Regions from separate parts of the Sus scrofa genome. Here regions 2 and 3 are each linked to region 1. Evidence: chromatin contacts called from public HiChIP or PLAC-seq data. All regions are on one chromosome and are shown on one strand. Each heading gives the region's core, a stretch centred on a gene start, on an enhancer-like site or on the middle of the called end of the contact. The rest is flanking DNA. Distances are from core to core; before and after follow the strand shown. Region 1 holds the start of SMARCD1 (SWI/SNF related, matrix associated, actin dependent regulator of chromatin, subfamily d, member 1). Region 2 holds the start of LARP4 (la-related protein 4). Region 3 overlaps LARP4 (la-related protein 4).

The links. HiChIP or PLAC-seq counts read pairs in DNA pulled down with a chosen protein or histone mark.
Region 2: a contact with region 1 is called in an H3K27ac HiChIP or PLAC-seq map of alveolar macrophages. The contact joins the promoter of LARP4 here to the promoter of SMARCD1 in region 1. A contact is called at or near these places in 2 of 5 promoter capture datasets (fetal liver and liver), 1 of 47 Hi-C or Micro-C datasets (liver) and 2 of 2 datasets of contacts at active chromatin or transcription factors (alveolar macrophages and skeletal muscle).
Region 3: an H3K27ac HiChIP or PLAC-seq map of alveolar macrophages shows a contact between it and region 1. The contact joins the enhancer-like site here to the promoter of SMARCD1 in region 1. A contact is called at or near these places in 2 of 5 promoter capture datasets (fetal liver and liver), 16 of 47 Hi-C or Micro-C datasets (embryonic fibroblasts, epiblast stem cells, fetal liver and 9 more) and 2 of 2 datasets of contacts at active chromatin or transcription factors (alveolar macrophages and skeletal muscle).

The regions. Positions count from the first base shown.
Region 1 is chr5:15,991,504-15,995,886 of Sscrofa11.1, reverse strand. It overlaps SMARCD1 (SWI/SNF related, matrix associated, actin dependent regulator of chromatin, subfamily d, member 1), which reads right to left and starts at 3,109. Exons shown (of 13, transcript NM_001244613.1): 1 at 2,904-3,109; 2 at 2,064-2,251; 3 at 1,773-1,815; 4 at 1,554-1,676; 5 at 951-1,073. The coding sequence starts at 3,080.
Region 2 is chr5:16,175,449-16,179,905 of Sscrofa11.1, reverse strand. LARP4 (la-related protein 4) reads right to left here and starts at 2,657. Exons shown (of 16, transcript XM_021091648.1): 1 at 2,463-2,657. It overlaps LIMA1 (LIM domain and actin binding 1), which reads left to right and starts at 2,864. Exons shown (of 11, transcript NM_001114676.1): 1 at 2,864-2,940.
Region 3 is chr5:16,217,522-16,221,754 of Sscrofa11.1, reverse strand. All of the region lies in intron 2 of LARP4 (la-related protein 4), which reads right to left. Among named protein-coding and RNA genes, the nearest start is that of LARP4, 42 kb to the right of the region's middle. Within about 2 kb of position 1,569, at least 2 of the 83 cell types and tissues checked have an H3K27ac peak or open chromatin away from gene starts, as enhancers often do. A contact at or near this core is called in alveolar macrophages, where this site is marked.

The sequences.
Region 1 (4,383 bases), core at 1,860-4,359:
GGTGGCAAGGTAGGTGTCTGTGGATATTAAACAAGTCACGGTAGCAAGAGAACCCCAAAGCAGCAGCCTATAACACACATAGGGTCACTGACTTACCCACCTCATTTCCCCAAAGGAAAGGAGGTAAGTTAGGCCAAACCTCTGCACACAATAAAGCGAGTCTGAACAGGGAAAGGTCTGACTCTAGAGGGGAAATGAATCACAGGTAATAAGCAGCCAGAACAAAAACTGCTTTATTTGGATGACATGATAACACTGGCAGATGGACCGGACCTATATAGAAAAGAAGGAGGCTCTGACACGAGCCCTGGTTCTCCTGAAAAATGCATTCATACTGGCTTGCCTGTGAACAGCTAAAAATAGAGAGCAAGAGAATATAAGGGAATGGCAGGTGAGCTTCCCCAAGGAGCTTCTGGGGTGTGAAGTCTGGGGGCTATCACCTGTCAGCTGATGTTCCCCATGAGGCAGCAAAGAGCCTGTCCGAGAGACCTCGCCCATGGAAACTGTGAAATGTCTCCAGTGGAAACTGGGAAGACGGCAATACTGCAGCGGGAATCAAGGACCTCAAGGACTCTGGGAGGAAAGCAGGGCCTCAAATGCTAAGTGCAAACTCACTTGGTTTAAAAAACAAAAACAAAACCAGAACAACCCTAACTGGAAAATCTGCAGATACTGCCAAATCCAAGGGCTAGCAGCATCAGGAGGGAGACAAACAACAAATCAAATCCCAGGGCAATACGGTTCTCCATACGATACCACAGAGAGAGCCAGGCTGTGGGAGCCAGACACAAAGAACCATTGTCTTTTAGCGCAGGGAACACAGTGACCCTCTCCCTGCTGTTCCCAACAGGAGCTGTGAGCACCAGTCAGGCTTCCTGCCAACCAGACAATACTGCTTGTTCCCAGCAGCTCCCACCCTAGATGCTGACCACAGTGGACCTTGAACTCACATCCTCCAGGAGGCGTCCTTCTACCCGAAGCTCCCAGGAAGCCACCGTCCCTTCCCCATCCTCGGCATCTGACTTAGCCGGATTGAAAGTGTTAGAAATGAAAATTCGCAGCTTCCGTTTTTGCTGAGGAAGGCAGAAACAGGATTGACAGTGGGGCTTCAGTGGTTTCACGCTGAAGACCAGGGTCTCCCCAAACCCCAAAACGTCTCCTAACAGACTGGCTTACTATTTACCCAGGCCCTGGGGTGGGTGGACGGAGATTCCACCTAGAAGAGCACAGGCCACTGGCCCAAATGCAAGTGCATGCACTGGGGTGCCAGGTAGACAAAGTCATGCGAGGTGCCAGGTTCCCAAGGTGACAGAGCAGTTATAGCAAAAACACCAACAGAGTATATTTCTGGTGCAAGAACTACCAAAAGCCCCTCCCCCTGAGCTGTTCTGTTCTTATGCTTCTAATGTAATTCTCGGTTTGTAGGCGGAAGGGAGAGATGTAATTTAAATGCCAAGGAGAGCGGCGCTATGCCTTTGATTTCTCATCCTTAGCCTGCTGAAGGTTCCCGAGTCCTCTCCTTTGGCTCTCTGCCTAGCACTCTCCTGCGTTACCTTGATGGGACGCTTCAAGGCCTCCTGGATATCTAGCCGTTTCCTCATGATAGTCTGGTCCAGTTTCCTTTCAAAAGCCAAGAGATCCATATAGGCCTGGGATTCTGGTACCAGTTCACGAATCTGAGGAACAGAAAGGTATCATTGGGATCTAGAGCTGGCCATCTCTCTTCTCCAACTCAACACACCCTCAAGAAGACCTATACAGCCTGGACTCACCCTTTGAGGTAGAATTTTGTCAGCCATCTTCTTTTTCTTTGCACTGTTTGGAATAAATACTGTTATCAGGTTGGGATGGAACTAGCCAGAACATGAAGACAGGCTGTCAGCACCTCCATTTATAGTCAAGAGAAAGAACCGCAAAGCTTCTCTCAAATCAAAGACACCCCCCACCCCCACCAAACACGAAACAGTCTCCACTGTCTGCTGACACAGCGTCGTCACTTCTTGCTTGAGGTACTCCCACCACCTGTGTCCGCCCTCCCGCTCTCCACCCTGGGGTCATCTTACTTGTGGTTCCGATTTTGGACCGCCTGTTGCTGGACCTGCTGGATCTGCTGAGGTGCAGGTCTCTTGCGGGACTGGTCCATCCCTGACTGGGCCAGGCCAGGTCGGACTGAAGGGTTCCCCCCATAGCCAGGGGGTCCCATGGAAGGTCCCTGAGGTGTCATTCGGCTGCCTGGTAGCATACCTGGTCTCTACAGAGGGGAGAGGACCCAGAGATGTCATGGCTTCCCTTGCAAACCCCACCAGGAAAGGGAAAGTGGGGGAAGCCTGAGTTCTCTGAATCGAACCAGGCTGGGGGCATGGGGGGTGGGAGAAGACCCCTCTACCTCTTTGAAATATAGATCACTGGAGCTTCCTCTGCTCCACTTGTGATCCCACAGGGGACTCCAGCCCAAAGCTAAGAGAGCAGATTATACTCAAATTCTCCCCAGTCTAGTTTGTATCTGCCATTGGACATCTCCTCTGCTCCCAGTACTCAGACAGCACAGCCAGCTACCATCTCCTCAAAAGCTGACCTCAATTTGCCAGGTACACCTTCTGTGCTCCTCTGGGCACTGGAGCTGCCTAAGCCTTTTTGCACTCCAACTCTCACAAGCCCACCCTTGGCCCCGCTTCGTTCACCCTGGTTCTACACCCCGACTCCCCAAGGAAACAATGCCCCTACGAGCTGGTGGGGATGCTAACCGCCTCCCCTCCCTTCCGCGCACTGCCTCCCCCGACCCTCCCTCGCGAACCGAATCCCTCCCAGGGGAGTCCCTCCTACTCCTCCCCCCACCCCGTCACTCCCAGGCCCCCGCTCGGCCCCGCCCCCGGCCCGCGCGCCCCTCCTCCTGCCCCACTCACCGGATAGGCCGCTCCGGGCATCGGGGAGCGGTACAGCCCTTGACCCGGCGCCGGGCCCATTCGCACCGGAGGCCCCGGAGTCCCGCCCGGGCCCAGGGCAGCCGCCGCGCCCGCCCCGCCTGAAGCTCCGGCGCCGCCACTCGGAGCCACAGACTGGAAACCCGCCCGGGCCGCCATCTTTCCCGGAGCCGCTGCTGCAGCTGCACAAAGAACCGGAACCGGAACTCCCCCCGCCCCCGCGCGCCCCCAGCGCGCCCGCCTGTCCGCCCGGCCGGCCCGCCGGCACGGGAGGCCCAGGGCAGCGAGACTGTGGGCTAGAGGGGGGCGACGAGCGGAAAAAGCGTGCTGACCACTCCCTCCAGCCTTCGCGGTCCGGCAGGGAACACCATCGAGAAGAGCTCTGGGATAGAGAGGCCCGTGAGCGGGCGCCCCCAGGCCGGCGGGAGGAAGACAAGGACCTGGAAAGGGGGACCACAGCACCGTCCCAAAGCTCTGATGAAGAGGGTGATGGAGTAACTGCTTCATCTGGGCGCAGGGCGTTTTAACTTTCCAAAGCGCGTGTTTCTTTTCCTTCTCCTCCGGCTCTAAGCCCAGGAGCCGAAGAGGAGGACGCACCTTTCCATTTTGCAAACAGGAGAGGTGAACTCGAGAGGAAATGACTCGGTGTAGTCAACCAGCAAGTTAACGCGAAAGCCAAGGCTTAGAATCCAGGTCTGGCTCATAGCCCAGGGCTCATGCCACAGATAAAGTGCCTCAATAACTACCTAATGCTAGAACTTCAACCCAGCCTTTCCCCTGACCTTTAACCTAACCTGCTTCCAGATTTTAAGTATATTTTGAAGTTTGACCCCACGCCGTCTCCAAAGCCTCCTTTGTACTAGGATTTCTCTTTGGGATCTTTGTTAACCTTTGATCTCTTCCTCTTTCCCTGCCCAGTGGTTCAAACCATTTCTGGTGTGATGGTCAGCTTGTCCCATCCCAGGACCAGCGTATCCCTGCTCTGGCTCCCTTACTCCTCCCCTGATTGGCCCCAATCCAAGGTCAGCTCTTAGTAGGAAGTCCTACATACTATTCAAATAAGAGAAGAACGACACTGAAGAGGAGATGGTTGAAACCCAGTTTATTAGACCAGAGACATGCGTCACCCATAGCCCTGCCTGCTGTTCCCCATCTGGTGCACACCCTTTGGCCTTGCTCCTGCTTCCCTCTGGAGAGGTCTGATCTCCTAGGAGTTCCCAGGAACCCAGAGTTCCCAAAGATCCTACAGCCTCACCCTGCAGCTCCAGGTCAATGCACAGGTGACCTGCCACAGGTCTTGTTCTGGGGGTGGAGACTGAGAGACAGCTGGGCAGAGAAGGCCTGGGAAGAGGCAGCGCTCTGGCCTGAGGGGAGCGCCTGGTGGAGGAGGCACGGCAGGTCCTTGGCCTCACAGGTTTCTCATTAAAGTAGGAAGGGAGGGACAGAACGGCAGAGTTTTAAC
Region 2 (4,457 bases), core at 1,408-3,907, 180 kb before region 1:
TATTATTACATTATTAACATCTTCTCCTCCAGCCTATTGCCTTTTTTTGTAAATAAAGGTTTATTAGAACATGGCCATGCCCCACTTTTTTTGGGGGTGGGGTCTTTTCTTCTTTTCGCCTTTTCTAGGGCCACTCCCACGGCATATGGAGGTTCCCAGGCTAGGGGTCCAATGGGAGCTGTAGCCGCCGGCCTATGCCAGAGCCACAGCAAGGTGGGATCTGAGCCGCATCCGAACCTACACCACAGCTCACGCAACACTGGATCTTTAACCCACTGAGCAAGGCCATGGATCGAACCCACAACCTCATGGTTCCTAGTTGGATTCATTAACCACTGGGCCATGAAGGGAATTTCTCCATGCCCCACTTTTAATGTAAGAGTTGAGTAGTTGTGACAAAGATCGTATGTATGCCTTAAATATTTACTAACTGGCTGTTTACAGAAAAAGTTACAAACACTTGGTTTAGAAAATATACAAAACAATAAACCAAGCCCTGATTTGTAGAATTTGCCAATTTCCACGGTGTAAATACTCCTATTGCAGTCAAAGTCATGCTACAAATGTGACAGAAATAGTAGAGTTGGGAAGAAATGCATACAACATTGTATAGTATTTCTATCACACAGATACAAGACAATCTTAAGAGTAATTAGTAAAATGAAGGAAAAAAGTGACATTTTGAGTATTTATTACCTGCTTTTAACATATTTGCTAACTTATACAATTTATGTAATTTTTTTTTTGGCTGCATCCACAGCATACAAAAGTTTCTGGGCCAGGGATTGAACCTGAGTCACAGCAGTGACCTGAGCCACAGCAGTGACCTGAGCCACAGCAGTGACAATGCTGGATTCTCAACTGCTAGGCCACCATGGAACTCCTAATTTATATAATTAGGGGAGGGGGCATGCTCACTGCATACGAAAGTTCCTGGGCCAGGGATTAAACCTGTGCCACAGCCAGCAATCTGAACCGGTGCAGCGACAATGCTGGATCTTTAACCTGCAGAGTCACATAGGAACTCCTTTAAAATATGTAATTGTTTTCTTTCTTTCCTTTTTTTTTTTTTTTTTTGCCTTTTAGGGCTGCACCTGCTGCATATGGAAGTTCCCAGGCTAGATGTCGAATTGGAGCTGCAGCTGCCAGGCCAGCTGCAGCCACAGCAACTCCAGATCTGAGCTGCATCTGCGACCTACACGAGCTCATGGTAAGCCCGGACCTTTAACCCACTGAGTGAGGCCAGAGATTGAACCCGCATCTTCATGGACACTAGTCAGGCTCTTAATGTGCTGAGTCATGACAGGTACTCCTATGCAATTTTTAATAGTGTTTATGCTCAATAACTGGCTCATAGAATCCTCCTAAATGTAGCAATCCACCTCACAAACTTGTAAACCAACTATGGTGTACTACTAGCTCTTATTTTCAAAGGGCGCTAAGGGAGGCTCCGGAAGAGCAAACAGTAGTTTGCTTAGCTAGTAAGTGGCTGAGTAAAGATCTAAATCTAGGTCTAAAATTCTTTGTGGAGAATAAAGGCCTTTATTGACTTGATTTTTAAAAAGGGGAGGTATATATTAAAGGAACTCCACATACCACCGTATATATTTGCTAGGGCTCTCTAACAAAACTGGCAGGCAGCATGGGAATTGAAGAGTCTTGATGCTTGATTCCTATCCGGAATCAGTCTGGGCTGGATATCTGAAAGAATAAGGAAACAACTGGACTACCCATCATCTGTCGCTGGAAATTTCTTATTAGAAATCTTTCTTAAGGAGTTCCCATTGTAGCTCAGTGGAAAGGAATCTGACTAGTATCCATGAGGATGCAGGTTAGATCACTGGCCTCGCTCTCTGGGTTAAAGATCTAGCATTGCCGTGGGCTGTGTTGTAGGTCGCAGATGCGGCTTGTATCCCAAGTTGTTGTGGCTGTGGCTAGGCCCACAGCTGCAGCTCGATGTGACACCTAGCCTCAGAACCTCCATATTCCGTGTGTGGCCCTAAGAAAAAAACCCCTTCCCTAATTGCTTTAGGAAGTGTAAATACAGCCATTTACCACCACCATCCCCTTATAGTACTTATCAACCTACATGAATTCGAAAAGCTTCAGAAAACTTGTGGTTTAAAACCATACCACACTTGAGGTGCAGAAGGAAAAGACACTATCAAAGGGCACTGATGCAACTGCACGTACCAGGGGGAAATTTGGGGGCAGGATGGCCAAGTGCTAGGCCTCTTGACTCTAAAGCCTTTGAGCACTGCTCTTAGTGAAGAAATAAGGTTAGAGATGCTGGAGAACTTGCAGATCTGCCCTTGTCCAATCCCTTCCTTTACATGAAGAAACTCAGCTCTAGGGAGGCGAAGCGACTTGAACGTCAAGCGGGTCGAGTTAGGATTAATTTATAGTTCTTTACACCACACCAAAAGGCCTCCTCTAAAACACCCTCCCTGCACAGAACTTACCCCGAAAGCACCAGGAACCTGGCTGGGGACTGGCCTATACTTGAACCTAGGAAAAACTTCCTAGCCGCTCTTGAGTCAAACTGCGGTAACTCTGAGTCACTGCTCAAGCCAAAGTACAAAGGCCCAGAGCCCTAGGCCATAAAACAGCGCGGATGCCTCAGAGAAATTCCAGCGCGAGCCCCGGAAAAGCAGCCACGCCCCTCAGAACGCCGGCGCGCGGGGCGACGCGAGCAGCCGCGAAGGCAAGACACGCAGCCGGCGGAGCGCGCACGCTCGCCCCTAGGCCGCAGGGAGGCGGGCTGACGGGCGCGCCCCCGCGGCGGTGGGCGGGGTCGGGGCGGGGCTCTGAGCCGGACCGGGGCGGGGCCGCAGGGAGCTGTAGGTGCTGCGGCTAGGTCGCGACAGGTGCGCGAGGCAGAGCGCCAGGGACCCGTGGCAGGGCTGGTAGCAGCTCGGAGAAAAGACCGCTTTTAGCCAGGTAAGAGTCTTCCCTCGCCACATCCTCCACAGCCGGAGAGTGCGCAGAGACCCGGGTTCCCTCCACACCCTCTTTCTCCCGCGACTTCTGGGGTGGGGGGAACACAAGGAGCGTGAACCCCTCCCCCTCAAGAAAGAGAGTGGAGGAGCTGCTGGTCCTTTCCTCTCTTCAGGGTAGTACGCTGAGGGGTTGGGAGTAATTAAGTAGATCTGAGGCTTTGCTGCTTGAAGACAGGAGCTCATAGGACCCCCCCACCCCCACCCCGCCCCGCCCCGCCCCGCTTCCATCAGGAACACTTCTAACTATATACTTTTTTGGTGTGGTAGAGGAAGGTGGCAGCTCATCAATAATACAAAACAGTCTCTCAGGGAAATATTCTAATAATTCAGCCTTTCTTTTCTATTCTTCATTTTCAGCCATTCTCTCCCTCTTCGATTTTTCTCCCCTTCCATTCTGCCAGTTGGACTCTGTAAGAAACTTACACCTTTTTGAGGTATGTTGAGAGTATAGCAGTCTTGCAGCTGGATATGTCACCCCAGAATCGCTATCATGTATATATCTCTGGCACCTGTCAATACGTGGGTGTTAATATAAGGTAATTGTACACCTCTGGCTACACCTACTAAGCCTAAAGTTGTAGGTGCTAGGGGCTAACCATCTGGCACACTTCCTTACCTCCTTACTGGTGCTTAGGACCCTGGTGAGAGATATTTGAAGTACTATTGTCTTTCACCTAATTCCAGCTTTTGAAAGTCTGCATAATCCAGATGGTTCTATTGACTTGACTTTTCAAGTTAGTTAAAAGTGCTTAGGGAGTTATCAGTCTTTTAGACAGTGACCTTTTGTAAGGGGAGGAGTCTTTTTTTTTTTTTTTTTTGCGTTAGGCATTCTTTCTTTTGCTCTTGATTTAAGTGGCTAAATGGAATACTTTTCTTCTGCATAGTTACTAATACTATTCACAAATAATAAGTATTTTAGGATCCATGAAATAATGCTTTCTTCTGAGCCCTGATGTAGACAAAAGGAAAATGACCCTCAACAAGCATTTCCTCAGTTCCTGTGGAGGTTCAACCTAGATGAAGGATGACATATTTTAGGTAGACCTTCAAAAATATGTGTATGCATATATATATTTCTTGTTTTCCATTGGCAGAACAACACATAGCATGGTGCTAGATAATCACTTTAAGAACTTATTTCAGGAGTTCCCATCGTGGCTCAGCGGAAACGAATCTGACTAGCATCCATGAGGATGCAGGTTTGATCCCTGGACTCGCTCAGTGGATTAAGGATCCAGCCTTGCCGTGAGCTGTGGTGTAGGTTGCAGTAGCTACAGCTCCGATTGGATCCCTAGCCTGGGAACCTCCATATGCCCTGGGTGCTGCCCTAAAAAGACCGAAAAAGGTGGCGGGGGGGGGGGACTTATTTCATTTTTTGGAGAAAATATTCAGTGCCTCTTGTAATGTCAGTCTTGTGGATTCAATGTTCTAAATGTTCTTACTATGAAAGAGCTTAAA
Region 3 (4,233 bases), core at 320-2,819, 230 kb before region 1:
CGAGCCACCTCTGTGACCTACACCACAGCTCATGGTAACGGCAGATCCTTACCTACTGAGCAAGGCCAGGGATCAAACACGTGTCCTCATGGATATTAGTCGGGTTCATTAAAGCTCAGGAACTCCTGATACAGAATATTTAAAAATTTTTCCTAAGAGTTCTTCCTTGACCCATGTATTATTTACAAGAGTTGTTTTTTTTTTTTTTTTTTGTCTTTGTCTTTTAGGGCCACACCCATGACATATGGAAGTTCCCAGGCTAGGAGATGAATTGGAGCTAGAGCTGCTAGGCCTACACCACAAACAGCAACTCAGGATCTGAGCCATGACTGTGACCTACACCTCAGTTCATGGCAACACCGGATCTTTAACCCGCTGAGTGACGCCAGGGACTGAACCTGCTTCCTCATGGATACAAGTCAGATTCGTTACCACTGAGCCATGCTGGGAACTCCAAGGGTGTTTAATTTCCGTGTATTTTAGGATTTTCCAGTTAACTTTTTTTTATTGTTTAATTCCATTATGGTGTGAGATCAGACATTGGATGATTTCTGTTCTTTCAGGTTTGTTAAGGTGTTTTTCATGGCCACAAAAAATATAGGTTGTTTTTGGCATTTTTTCTGCTTGGTGTTCTTTGAGTTTCCTGGTTCTGTGGTTTGGTGTCTGACATTAATTTGAGGAAATTCTCAGTAGTCAGTGCTTCCAATGTTGCTTCTGTTGCTTTCTTTCTTCTCCTGGTACTCTCTTAACATGTATGTTACATTTTTTATTAGTTGTTCTGCAGTTATTGCTTGTGTGTGTGTGTGTGTGTGTGTGTGTGTGGTGTGTGTGTGTGTGTGTGTGTGTGTATTCTGTTCTATTTTTTTGTCTTTTTTCTCTTTTTCAGTTCTGGAAGTTTCTATTGTCATATCCTCAAGCTCAGAGATTTTTGCTCAGTCATCCTCAGTCTACTAATCAGGCCAGCAGAGGCATTCCTCATTTCTGTTTGTTTCTGATCTCCAGCATTTCTTTTTGATTCCTTCTTAGAATGCCCCTCTCTCTGCTTACATTATCCATCTGTTCTTGCAAGCTGCCTACTTTTTCATCAAAATCCATAGCATATTAATCATAGTTAATTTAAATTGCAGCCTGATAATTACAACATCCCTACATATCTTACTCTGCTTCTGAGGCTTGTTCATCTCTTCAAGCTGTATTTACTGCCTTTTAGTGAGGCTTGTAATTTTTTATTGAAATCTGGACGTGCTATACTATGTGAAAGGAAAAGAGGTCTTCAAGGGTGTGCTGCTGAGGTCTGGAGGAAGGGGAAAACATTTTATAGTTCTATGATTAAATAGGTCTCAGTCTTTTGGAGAACCTATGCCTCTGGACCGTGAACTTCACCAGTGCTTCTCAGTCTTCCTGACCCTACACTACCTTAGATGGGACAGGATGCCTAGAGGGAGCTGGAATTGTTTTTTCCTTTTCCTCCAGTTTGGGTCCCGTTAAAACTCTGGCATGTTAGACTCTGGCAAAATAGTTTCTCTTGAGGGCAGATTTGCTAAGAACAGAATGCTCTGCTGTATTTCAAAACGGTTATACTTCTCCTTCCCCTGAGGGAAACATGAGGGGATTTTTCTACAATCTTCACTGTCAGGATCTAGTAGAGTTTCTGAAGATCCCTTTGATGAGGTCCCCTTGGATTTTTTAACTCTCAGACTTGCTATACTGAGCCTCCAGCAATTCATCAATTACAATTAAGGGTTTTTTGAGGTTCCCATCGTGGCGCAGCGGAAATGAATCCAACTAGGAACCATGAGGCTTCGGGTTCAATCCCTGGCCTTGCTCAGTGGGTTAAGGATCCAGCGATGCAGTGATGCTGTGAGCTGTTGTGTGGGTCACAGACTCAGCTCGGATCTGGTGTTGCTGTGGCTGTGGTGCAGGCCGGCAGCAACAGCTCTGATTCGACCCCTAGCCTGGGAACCTCCATATGCCGAGGGAGCGGCCCAAGAAATAGCAAAAAGACAAAAAAAAAAAAAAATTTCTCTGCACTTACATTTTGGTTGCAAAAATGGGCTCATATCAGAAACGTCTTTTAACTCGCTTTGTTTCACATAATAGTGCATCTTTGAAAATTTTCTGTTTTTTCTTTGTTTTTGTGTTTTGTTTTTGCTTTTTAGGGCCGCACCCACAGCATATGGAGGTTCCCAGGCTAGGGGTCGAATCAGAGCTACAATTGCTGGCCTACACCACAGCCACAGCCTCCCAGGAACGGAGCCACATCTACAACCTACACCACAGCTCATGGCAGTGCCAGATCCTTAACCCACTGATTGCAGGGATAGAACTTGCAATCTCATGGTTCCTAGCTGGATTCATTTCGGCTGTGCGACAGAAACTCTGAAATTTTTCTATGTTAATAGATATTTATTGTTTTTATTTATTATTATTATTTTTTTGTCTTCTTGTCTTTTTGCTATTTCTTGGACCGCTTCCGCGGCATATGGAGGTTCCCAGGCTAGGGGTCGAATCGGAGCTGTAGCCACCAGCCTACGCCAGAGCCACAGCAACGCAGGATCCGAGCCGCGTCTGCAACCTACACTACAGCTCACGGCAACGCCGGATCGTTAACCCACCGAGCAAGGGCAGGGATCGAACCCACAACCTCATGGTTCCTAGTCGGATTCGTTAACCACTGCGCCACGACGGGAACTCCTGTTTTTATTTTTGTTTTGGGTTTTTTTGGTTTTTTTTTTTTTTTTGGCTTTTTGTCTTTTTAGGGCTGCACCCATGGCATAAGGAGCTTCCCAGGCTAGGGGTCCAATCAGAGCTGCAGCTGCTGGCCTACGCTACAGCCACAACAACGCCAGATCCAAGCTGAATCTTTGACCTACACCATAGCTCACAGCAACACCAGATCCTTAACCCACCTAGCGACGCCAGGGATTGAACCCACCACCTCATGATTCCTAGTCGGATTCATTTCCGCTGCACCAGGACAGGAACTCCTAGACTTAATGTATTGGCTGTATGATATTTATTGCATAGAGCTATCACAATTTAGCGAACTGTTCTCCTACTGATAGAAATCTGTATCTTTTTCAACACTGCAGACAACGCTGCAGCAAATATCTTTGCACAAGTTTATATATTTATATGATGATTTCCTTATGAAAATTTCAGTAAAATAATTTCTTTCCAATTACAAAAGCAATCATGTTCAGGAATTCCCATTGTGGCGTGGAAGAAATGAATCTGACTAGTATCCATGAGGATGTGGGTTCAATTCCTGGCCCTGCTCAGTGGGTCAGGGATCTGGCTTTGCCATGAACTGTGGTGTAGGTTGAAGACACAGCTCAGATCCCACATTGCTGTGGCTGTGGGGTAGGCCAGCAGCTGTAGCTCTGATTCCACCCCTAGCGTGGGAACCTCCATATGCCTAGACTGCAGCCCTAAAAAGCAACAACAACAACAAAAAAAGTAATGCATGTTCATGTTGAAAGTTCGGAAAATACAAACAAGTCCATGCCCTGGATGCTGTTAATATTTTAGGCCATGTTCTAATTTTAGGTTTAAGAATACTGTCTAATAAGTAATGAACTATTACTGAGGCTTGCTCTTCCTGATTTTGGTCATAGGAGATATTCTGCCTTGTTAAGGTGACTTTTATAAATAGGGATTATATATTAATTTTACTAGTTTACCTTTGTGAGTTCTAGGGTCACTCAATTTCCCTGTGAGTTATCTATGTTCCCGCAAATGTGTTCAAGCACAGCTTATAATAAGGTTAATTTTCTCTATCTTGTTTCCAGGTTTAAGAAGATTCCCAAGTGACAGTAAGATTAAACAAAAACATGTTGAAAGTAAATTTCAGTGTTTCAGTAAAATGCTTATTTTCCTCTTTCATGTATATACATCGCTTTGCCTATCCTACGCTTTTTATATTCTGCCTGTGGTTCTTCATGTTAAACCTCTTCATTGACCACTCAAGAAAGAATATCTTCTGCTCTAAATTACTTGAAACACAAAGCTTCAACACACACCGAGGTAGGCTGTCACAAAATAATCCCTGATATGATGGCAAAGTGGCACAGTCTACCCCTCCCCACCCCAGTCCAAGCCCAAAGATGCCTCAGGAATAAGAAATAAATGGGTAAAAAAAAAAAAAAAAAAAAAGAAGAAGAAAAGAAAGCCAACAAGAGGCTTTATTCTGGAGGGTTAGAAGGTGGTTATGATTTGATAAAGAAGGGAGGA